Regions from separate parts of the Drosophila melanogaster genome. Here region 1 is linked to region 2. The links are chromatin contacts, called in public Hi-C maps. All regions are on one chromosome and are shown on one strand. The core of a region is the stretch at or near the end of the contact, and the rest is flanking DNA. Distances in the headings are between cores, read along the strand shown.

Region 1 (5,135 bases), core at 2,337-4,836, 160 kb before region 2:
CCCGCTCTGCCTTCAGCTTGTCCAGTACCCAGGCGTACTTAAAGGAGCCTTTTCCCATTTCCTGGGCCTCCTTCTCGAACTTCTCAATCGTACGCTTGTCGATGCCGCCGCATTTGTAGATCAAGTGGCCGGTGGTCGTCGACTTGCCGGAGTCCACATGGCCAATGACCACAATGTTAATATGGATCTTCTCCTTGCCCATCCTTGCAGATTAAGCTATTTTTTAGAGCTGCTGGGAGACAGAAGGGATGCAGGTATTCGGATGAGCAAAGTGGGTGGTTTCCGTACTCGGGGAGGTAGCATGCCAATGTGGGTCTGAACTTAATGGGTGGTGCAGACGAGTGACGTCTGTATGCTGTGGGTCGTGTCATCGTGGTGTAGACACCAAAAGCACACTTCATACGGACAGGCACAAACGTACACCAGGGAAAACCATTGAACTTTTATATTTCGAAAATACGAATTTTAAACAATTCAAGAGTAAACACGAAAATCACGCGAAAAGTTTACCAATTAGTTCAAATTAAGCCTTATACTGAATAATAGGAAAAATATAAATACACATGTATGTTTTTACGGACTCTTATGGACACTAATGTGTACGATTGAGAAATACACCCATATTCCCATAATATTTTTGCCCACAAATGTATGCAGCAAGAATTTACAAGCAGAAAAACTCACCTGTTTTCACGAGACTTTCTAGAGTTTCTTATTACTCGGCAACGCTGCGCACTTAGAAACTGATCACAAACCCACGCGACGCTATATCCTAGAATTAGAAGGAAATCGTTGTCATAAAAATGGCAGTTTTTAAACTCTATGCGGATCTTCCGTACTCTGCAGCCGGACCACGACCGGGCCAAGTGTCTGTTGGTTAAAGACTGCCGTGTATATCCTCTGCCGAAGTGCACCGGGCGAAAAATCAATAACGAGCCCCAGACAGAAACGAATGGAGCCGAAGTGTGCGTACTGGGAAAATGCACTCTCCTCGGCTGGAGAGGATTAAGCCGAAGAGAAACCCTCGTCGGAAAGCCGGGAAGTGCGGCAGTGCATGGCGAAAATGTGCCGGCCGGCGTTTTTAGTGGGAAAACCAATGAAAATCGCACACCCAAACGGATTTCAATTAAAGCCAAATGTCGAAATGCCGAAATTTGGCAGCTTTCGCAGCACGGTGGAAGAAAATTCAAAGGGAAATGGCCAAAAGCATCGGCATTCGGTGGCGGTCGTGCGGCGAAAATTCCGCGATTCCAAAGGGTGAAAAACTGTAGAGGGAGATGGAGAGAGCGGGAGAGAAAGGGACGGCGAACGGGCGCAGTGCACTTGCTGGTCATGCAGAGAAGGAAGGGAAAGAGACGGCGAGAACTGCAGGGCGTTGTGATTTATTTTCTACCCCAGTGACAGTTTCACTTGCCGATTTTCCTGCATGTTATTTTTAAATCTTTGTATTTGCATCGAAGTGCAAATTGGAAGAAGCAATGGGAATGAAGGGGGAAAGAATATGCAAAAATACTTCGTCAGAGATGCAGGGCAGGAAAATAATCTGCTAACCATGTGTCATCATGCCGCGGATATTTTTTTTTTGCCTGCGAATTCCAATAGAAACTACTCGGGAATAAACGGCTTGAGAACGGGAAGGAGAAACGGGTACAATCCAGGCAAAATCGAACGCGCACACACATGCAGCCGGTCGCCATGTTGGAATTCGAAAGTCTATGCAACTTTATTAATTTACTTGCAATTTAAGGTCGCTGGAAAACCAATTTCCAATTCGAATCGATTTACACAGCTATTATGCAAAAGGAATGAGAAGACCGGCCGGCAGCGCAAATCACTTACACTCTCTCACTTTTCGGAACTTTCTTTACTTTAGAACTTTCTTTAGGTTGGAAAATCGAACCGAAATTCGCCTAATAATGCAGGGTAGGGAATTCTGGGACTTTCCCTTTTTACATTTCCACAACTAATCAATGCCTATTAATATTTTCACAATTTAACGGGAGCTCTGCGTGCACTTACCTCGAAATCACAAAACGGAAAGACCGAAAAAGCAACGATGCTGAGGTGAACGGAGCTGAACTGATTCCGACCTAGAGATGGCACAGGATTCCATGTATGACAAGGGCCTTGGGTTTCCTATTGCATTATGCGGATTTCTTGACTTAAATAAAGTTTCCATCCCTTAAGTATAAAACGTACCAAAATAAAAATAGTAATACAATTTTACTACCATTCATGGAATATTTTATATTCTCTTAAACTGAGTCTTTTGCAGATAAAATAATATAGTACTTTCACGGACTGTCACTAAAAGTATGCACATTCACCACTAATTGCAAAAGACATTGTGCACACTATTCGCTTATGCGTTGAAATAAGACGCAAGCTCCTTCCTTTCTCTCTCTCTCGTCCTGTCGTACGACAGAACAATAGAAAATTTGACAGAACAAAAATGTTAGAAAGGAATTTGAAAAAATACTGTTAATAGTAATGTAATGTAATTAACAGTAATGCTTTAATACGTAGACCTTTTGCGTTCGTCTTTACTTGCCTATTTTATTGTATTAAAAGAATTAAAGTAAGTCTAAACATTACAATTAATAGCATTAGAACCCGAAAACGACTATAATGTACATTGGTCAAGAGCCATTATTTCCATTCACTGTCCGACTCGTATTCCTCCCAGTCCGGTTTCACGCCCACGGGCAACTTCTTCTGCTCCAGGTAAACGTTAAACTGCTCCGGAATCGACATAAATCTGCGAATCTTCAAGCGGAACTGCCGCCACGTCCACTGGCCAAAGTTTTTCCGATCGGCAACCATCGCCTTGTAGTTAAACTTATGTTTGTTAAGAAAGTAGGACAGTTCCTTGACCACGCCCTTGGGTAATCTGTGCAAATACAAAACCTGTATTTTGACAGTTTTCCATTGCAGAATCAATATTTTACCTGAACTCTGGGTCGGCTCGCTCGCTAGCCAGTTGTTCTAGTTCCTGGACTACGTGTCCACGTTTTGGACCCTCCTCTACGACTGGTTTCTTGAGGCCCAATACACGCCGCTCATCCTCGTCCAGCTCCTCCTCCAGAAACCCATTCACAACTCGGGCCGCTAGGAGGCGGTCCTTCTTGTAGCTGGGAATCGCAATGGCCTTGTTGACGTCCTTGGCCAACCCCATTTCACTGAAGTTGGTGCCCACACGCTGGTCCTCCATCCACATCTTTTTCATCCTGGGACTGGTAAGATCATAACAGAAGGTTTTCGTAAACTTGTTGACTCTATTGGCTGTAAGTGCACCAAGATCCAACTTACTCCTTAATTTTTCCGGTGGAACTCCGGGTTTTATTCATCGTCTTGCGGTTTACATTGTAGCGATAACGCTTGCGAGCATGATTCTTGCGGATCTTCATTGTTGAGAGGTTTAATTAATGAATCAAACAATGTTTAAAATCAATTGAGGGGACCAAAACAATTTTAAAACCGCACGTGTTGCAGCTGTTAGGAGTGACCGTGGACCGTAAAATACCGAAACCCTGATTTCAGTATTTCAATACCGCATAGCTAGAGATGACATACCGGCAAGATAAATGTTTTCGATAACGATAACGGCACGGCGTTATCTACAAGATTTTGTTTATATCCGTAGGAAACAAAATATAAATTAAGCCACCATGCGTGATGAGATTTTGGACCCCAGTAACCTAGTGAAGAACCGGGAGATACTCTACCGACTGATGATCAGCCAGCTGATGTACGACGGCCTGGAGAAGTTCGCCATGGAGCTGTCCATGCTGGTGAAGGCGGACCAGTGCGCTCCCAGTGAACGCCTGCTGCACGTAATGATTGCAGGGATGCAGACGCTGAGCGACAAGGACAAAACCAACTCGGATGATGTGCTGCCCGGCATAGACTTGGAATTCGAGCCGGAGGCTTCGGCCTTGGCCCCGGAACCACATTCCTACGAAACCGCGTATGTGACCTCGCACAAGCAGGCCTGTCGCGCCGGCGCCTTCAGTTGCGATGGTTCCCTGGTGGCCACCGGGAGCGTGGATGCCAGCATCAAGATTCTGGACGTGGAGCGGATGCTGGCGAAGTCTGCGCCCGAAGATATCGAGCCGGGCAGGGAACAACAAGGCCATCCAGTGATTCGCACGCTCTATGATCACACTGATGAAGTGTCTTACCTGGAGTTCCATCCCAAGGAGCACATCCTGGCCTCCGCCTCGCGCGATGGCACTGTTAAGTTGTTTGACATTGCCAAGCCTTCGGTAAAGAAGGCCCACAAGGTGTTCACCGACTGCGAGCCGGTGCTGTGCCTGTCTTTTCATCCTACTGGTGACTACGTAGCCATCGGAACGGAACATAACGTCTTGCGGGTCTACGATGTGGCCACCACCCAATGCTTCGTGAGTGCCATTCCCTCGCAGCAGCACAAGGCTGGAGTTACTTGCGTGAAATATTCGCCCACGGGGAAACTCTACGCCACAGGCAGCTATGATGGTGACATCAAAATATGGGATGGGATCAGCGGGCGGTGCATCAACACCATTGCCGAGGCGCATGGCGGAGCGGCAATATGCTCACTGGAGTTTACGCGGAATGGAAAGGTAATGGGACACTATGGGTAGTGGCTGTGCAAGATTTTAACTTATTCATTTTAGTACCTCCTATCTTCCGGTATGGATTCACTGGTTTATCTGTGGGAGCTGTGTACCAGTCGTCCCATTCAGACGTACACGGGCGCTGGAACCACCGGCAAGCAGGAGCACCAGACAGAGGCTGTATTCAACCACACAGAGGATTACGTGCTTTTCCCCGACGAGGCCACCACTTCGCTTTGCTCGTGGAACTCCCGTAACGGCTGCCGCCTGACCCTTAACTCGCTTGGACACAACGGACCTGTCCGCTATATTACGCATTCGCCCAATGGTCCTGCTTTCCTCACCTGCTCCGACGACTTTCGGGCACGTTTCTGGTACCGAAGAGCAAATAATCAGTAAACGGATGAAGCTACACCAATCGAATAAAACTTTAAGGAATAAAATATGTACACGTTCATTATTCAATTATTGTGATTGGCTGTGGGGGTTTTTAAGTGTATCGATTTGTGATTTTATCAGAATTAATGAAATATGTTT
Region 2 (5,381 bases), core at 829-3,328:
CCCTTTCGATGATGTAGTTCTTGTACAGCTCTGGCCTTTCCGAGTTAAGAATGCTAAGGTAGTAGGTGGCACGGTCACGCACCTCGTCGTCCGGGTCCATCTGGCAACGACCCAGCAGAACGAGGATATTGCTTAACAAGGCTGGGCAAGATGCTCCAAACTGGGCCATGGCCGTGACCGCGGCTGCTCGCACAATAGGGCTCTCCAAGATGACGCGGTTGTAGATAAAGCGTATATACTTGGAGGGTGTGGCCGCAAAGGGTCCCTCCTTGCCCAGCAGGTGAAGAATCCTCACCGCCAGTGAAACGTGTTCACAATCCTCGATGAACTCGCACAGATGCGACAAACCGGACTCCTTGGCGTCCGCATTCTCCTCGATGATCGTGATGATGGTGTCAACTATGGAGGTCTTGTATTCAAGGCCACCCTCCTCGCGCAGCATACCGCTGAGGAAGTTCATCAGCACTGTGTGCTTGCGCGGATATTTGGTGCACAGAGCGCAAATGGCCTGCACGACCACCACCTTGAATTCATCGGAAATCTCCGCCACAAACGTGGAGATCTGCTTCATCAGACGCTCTACCGAGGATTCAGCGCCGGTCTTTAGCAGCGTAGTGATGGCCAGAGTGGCCACCGATCGATTGGAGTCCGTGATGAGACCTTCCAGGTCCAAGTTACAGGTGGTCACCGCAGCCGGGTGCGTCATCGCCACCTTGTTAAGCGTGCGCACAGCCGCAAAGCGCAACGTTGCCTTCGGCGAGCTGCAGAAAAGCTGGAGGATGGAGAACGCCGGCGATAGCATTCGCGGATTGGTGTTCTTGAGGTTGACAATGGCGTGGGCCGCCTCGTAGATGACCATCTCGCTCTTGTGGCGCAGACAGGACTCGATGAACGTAAACAAGGGTGAATCGGAAAGCTCCTCAGAGGGAATGTCCTCCTCCTCGATCAGCTTACAGGCAATGCGTATCTGGGGGATGTAAAACGAAATTAGTCAGATGTCACTTTAAAGGGAATAAGTGCATATCCATTTCATTAAGAAAAGTTTGGGTTCAGACTTCACTTACCAGCATGCAAACGGCATAGGGACTCTTTAGAGATCCTCTGGTCAGCTTGTTGACCAACTTGGAGACAGCCAGCCGATCCGACTTGCGGATATGGTAGAGCAGACCCAACGCGTGGTACTGTACCATAATGTTGTCGCTGTTCAAAGCCTCCTGGGCCTCGTTTGCCCACCTCTTGACCACGTCGCCGGCAGTGTTGGCCAATCTCAAAGAACTGACCAATGCAGCACAAGAAACTGCCGCGTTTTTGTCAACAATGCACTGCTTCATGTAGCGCTCCACGGCCTGCAACATGGTGTTATCCGTGATGCTGCACAAGGCCCGGATTGCGGCGGCCCTGTACAGGTCTTCCTTGCCGGTCATATCCTTCGTTAGCGAGCTAGTCACGATGATGACGTCCTCGGCAATGGAGCTCAGCTCCTTGATGCCCAGGTATACCATACGACGCAGCACCACGTCCTTAGATTGGAAGAGCTTCGTCATCGCAAAAAAGCAGTCGGTGGCCTCGCGGGCCACAAGCTGCTCACCCTGATTAATCAGGTACAGGATTTTGGTCAGGATGTGGATGCACTTCCTTGGGTTCACCGGCGTCTCATTGAAGGTGCGCGTCTCCTGAAGCACCGAGGTTTTTTCCAGGTTCTGGTACGCATTGCTCGGTCCTGCTGACGGATGGCCGCGATGTTTTTTGTGCGAGGTAAGGGAAAAATAGTTCATGTTCTCAGTCAATTTAGGGAAACCTCGATTTTTCTCGACTTTGTCGGGTTAGTGGGTGTGTGAGTGTGTGTCTGTGCCAGCGGAGCACCTTCAAGCAACTGGGTTGTCTTCGATTGGCTTCGCTGGTCGGCGGACAACTTGGCTCCAGGTGCTAGCTTGCTACTTACCGTCCTCCTCATCATCTTTCTCGCGGCGGAACGAACCCATTGTCTTGCAACTTTCGGTTAAATTGTGGGTAAAACAATTGAAATGGTTTTCTGGCTGCGCTTACACGTCACTCAGCGGTGCCCAGTTGGTTCATCTGTTATCGATGTGAAAACTCCAGTTAAGTATCGATAGCTCCGATGTTGTTCTTATCTTTAAAAGACAACCTTTTTTCTGCGTTTTGTAGGCAGTATATATTCGCCGATTCTGCACATTATAACTTTCAGTTTTCAATTAACTCGACACCGAGATCTGGTAGTTTTTTTTGTTCTTAAAATTTCTTGTTTCTTCACTGGATTGAAAAGGAACTAGTTGAGATTCACTTACTGGTTCGATTGTATTTATCGATAGATTATCGATTATGAATGGGCGGAAAAATAGCTAAGCTTTGAATTTGCTCCACGTTAACTTTATAACGAAATTGCTAAGAAATTGTATGAATATAATAATGTTTTAAATTTTATTTACATTTTCATAATTTTTTACCATTAGTTTGATTCGTTTTTTAAATGGGCATTGGCCGGAATTGTGACGAAGATTGCGAAGGCTGATCAATGCGATGAATTTTTAGTTAGATAATAACTTCGTTTATATTTATAATATACGCTATTAGTACATTTATGATTTGCTGGAGGGGAAGTTCTGATCGATAGATCTCGTGACCGTTAAGTACCGATTACTTTTCCTAATTTAATCGAGTGTTGATCCTGTTAACAAAATGGACGCCAGCTTTTTTGTCAGCTCTAGTTTGTTTTGACCAATTAAATACGACTTCGTATTGTGTTTACTTAATTTATGCGTGCATAAGCACCACCAATTAGCGAAAACAAGGAACCCATTATATTGAATTGTCAATTTCCGGCGCACTGCAAGTGCCGTTAATTGCATTTTGCATGCCGCGGGGAAATTCCGGCGCACGAAGAAACAGCTTCATTGCGTGTCCACGAGGCGAGGACCTCCGCCAAAACGCTAAAAAGCCAAAAAAGAAAGAAACCGAAAAGATCGAGACACCTACAGCATGAATTTATGGCCAGGCGATAAGCGCCGGCCAGGAGGAAAATCCGCCTGGTGCCCAAAATTGGACAAGGAACGTGTGCGTCAGACGGGCGGAGAATTTAGTAGCTGTCAAGGCATCAGCTGTGGCCCCTGGAAACACCTACAAAGCCACGAATCCCAAGTTGAAGCCAAGTCGGAGCGAACCTAAGGCCAAAGTCGGAGCAAGAGTTGAGACGTCGGCGCACGCAAGGAGTGAGCCACAGGTGAGTTTCAGGCTGGATGCCAGCCAACAGTAGAACTCCAATTTGTGCAACGCTCCCCCACAACAGCGTCATTCATTCTGGGGTACCTCTTGTACCAAGACTGGGTTTGTTCTGATTTCCAAACAGACGTGTTTCAAAGTTTTCCTAATTGATTACCTATATATGAATGTACATCAGGAATGATTTCGACGAGCAGTAGCAAGTGGTGTATACTTTCGGAATCTTCTTGTCCCCCATCGAACTTCGACTGTAATCCGCAGTTAGCTTTGCGTGCAAATGGCAAGGAATGCGGGCGGGGATGGGATACTCAGGGTTTGGTGTTTCGCTAGGATGGAAGTAGAGATCCCGATCCGCTGGTGGCCTGTGACTCCACAAGGCTGATGCTGTCAGTTGCTCTCGGCCGGCCATTGGCAGCTTTATGGCCGACTGGTGTGTGTGTGGGCCAACCTGCATACCTATCATAAGTACGAATATGAATCTCTAAGCACTTGCATTCGTTAGTGTGCCTGGTGCGAAAGATGCAAAACGGTTGCAAGTTCGGATTCCAGGTCGGAACCTCCCCCATCCCGACCGAGAACTTCACCGGTGTGCTAACAAGATGGCAACACATGAAATTAGACTGCGCCGATGCACGTCCAGCGATAGAAGAAGAACGAACTGATCGTGCCCAGAAAACGGGCAACGGCAGGAACAACAGACTAATTAACATATTCAAATATTTGTCGCATTGTTTCGCCAGTTTCCCAGCTCCATCTGGCAGTTCCCCTCCTCCCGCAGCCGGGTTTATTGAAAAGCCATTTTACGGTTTCATGCTTGAGAGTCATTGCCAAGTGGCCACGCCCCATCATCTCGAACCCAGCACCCTGGTCTGGTGCATCTTCCTTGACTGGCTGTGCACTGCAGACCCCTTGGCGCTATTTTTATCGCATTTTAAAAGGCTATTTGTAGTGGTTCCACCAGGAAGTGGCATAAATTCGCAGCGCATAATGGTTGTGAATAAATTATTTTGCCGCAGCTTCCTCTCGCCCATTGATTGGCTGATAAGAGCCAACCTCCGACTGCGGACTAATCCATTCCAATGGCTAGCAGAAGAGTCCAAGGAGGAAACCCAAAACATATGCTGCGTACAATGCCCTGGTTACGTAATCACTTACTGCGATTCTTGTCCTGCAACGTGAGAGAGGGCAGCCGGCGGCCTTCCTTGTGCACTCCAGCAATTTTCACGCACGCCCCCAACAAGCAAGCCATCCTCTATTCCCCAGCCTCCGTGTTCCCTCTTCAAGATGCGGCTAGGCCAAAGCCAAGCCCATAAAAAAAAGGAAAAAGGGGAAAAGAACACAGCATGCGGAAAGCAAAAGTCCCACAGTCCGTTAGGCGGAAGCGAAGGCCAACAGAAGATTTGGCTTTAATTAAATTTATAGGGGTTACGCTTAAATGTCTAGACCTTGCGATTATTGCAGGAGCACTAAGGTCTAAGGGCCTTTCCCAATATTTGAATGCCTCGAAAGAGATTCGGATATATTTATGGCTTTCTTTAGCACTTCATTAGCTGTAATAGGCCGTAGATCGTTTATCGGTAGTATTAAGACATACAAGTGGCTAGTCTTTTTCGAATGGCTTTGGAATTTTAGGACGCTTTCTCTCCATACTTTTCAGAATTTTACTTTGCCTATTAACCCAGTCATAGGATTGAAGCTGACTGCTAACACCTATCGTTTAACGACTTTAACGTGAAAAAAATAAATATGAACATGGCCATGAGGTAAACTGCCATAAAGTAAATCATAAATATTTGCTCAACATTTTCCAAGACTAAAACAAACTATTATGGGTCGTTATGATCAGAGATATAAACATGTGCTAATCATCTTTATGTAAGGTAGTTGGGCTAGAATTTGGCGCAGGCAATCAAAGTTCTGCAACTGGAAAGAAGTGAAGTGAAGTGACCCCTGTGGTAACTGCAAATGCCCAAGATTCCAGAGATATATTGCAATTATTAATTGTTTTTCCGCCGGTCTTCAACGGTACTGAACCATTTCACTAATTTTAAATGGCTTTCCTCCTCCGCCGACTGCCGCAATCGGCTGTCTGCCTAGAGTTTGCATCGTTCCCGGTCAATGTCCTTACCCGTTTCGGTTTTCAG

The links. Hi-C and Micro-C count contacts between places; a contact is called where the count stands out from the background.
Region 1: a Hi-C map of the Kc167 cell line shows a contact between it and region 2, with 1.8 times the contacts expected there. A contact is called at or near these places in 18 of 107 Hi-C or Micro-C datasets (the D17-c3 cell line, the Kc167 cell line, the S2 cell line and 4 more) and 1 of 7 datasets of targeted methods (the Kc167 cell line).

The regions. Positions count from the first base shown.
Region 1 is chr3R:31,735,414-31,740,548 of dm6, reverse strand. CstF50 (Cleavage stimulation factor 50 kD subunit) reads left to right here and starts at 3,586. Exons shown (of 2, transcript NM_143626.3): 1 at 3,586-4,604; 2 at 4,659-5,046. The coding sequence starts at 3,669. The coding sequence ends at 4,997. CG11563 reads right to left here and starts at 3,514. Exons shown (of 3, transcript NM_143627.3): 1 at 3,310-3,514; 2 at 2,949-3,233; 3 at 2,550-2,890. The coding sequence starts at 3,407. The coding sequence ends at 2,650. eEF1alpha2 (eukaryotic translation elongation factor 1 alpha 2) reads right to left here and starts at 2,081. Exons shown (of 5, transcript NM_206592.1): 1 at 2,020-2,081; 2 at 685-772; 3 at 1-229. The coding sequence starts at 202.
Region 2 is chr3R:31,568,840-31,574,220 of dm6, reverse strand. It overlaps gammaCOP (Coat Protein (coatomer) gamma), which reads right to left and starts at 2,078. Exons shown (of 5, transcript NM_170553.2): 1 at 1,065-2,078; 2 at 1-967. The coding sequence starts at 1,775. It overlaps lncRNA:CR46119 (long non-coding RNA:CR46119), which reads left to right and starts at 2,940. Exons shown (of 1, transcript NR_133499.1): 1 at 2,940-3,238. It overlaps lncRNA:CR46120 (long non-coding RNA:CR46120), which reads right to left. Exons shown (of 1, transcript NR_133498.1): 1 at 5,124-5,381.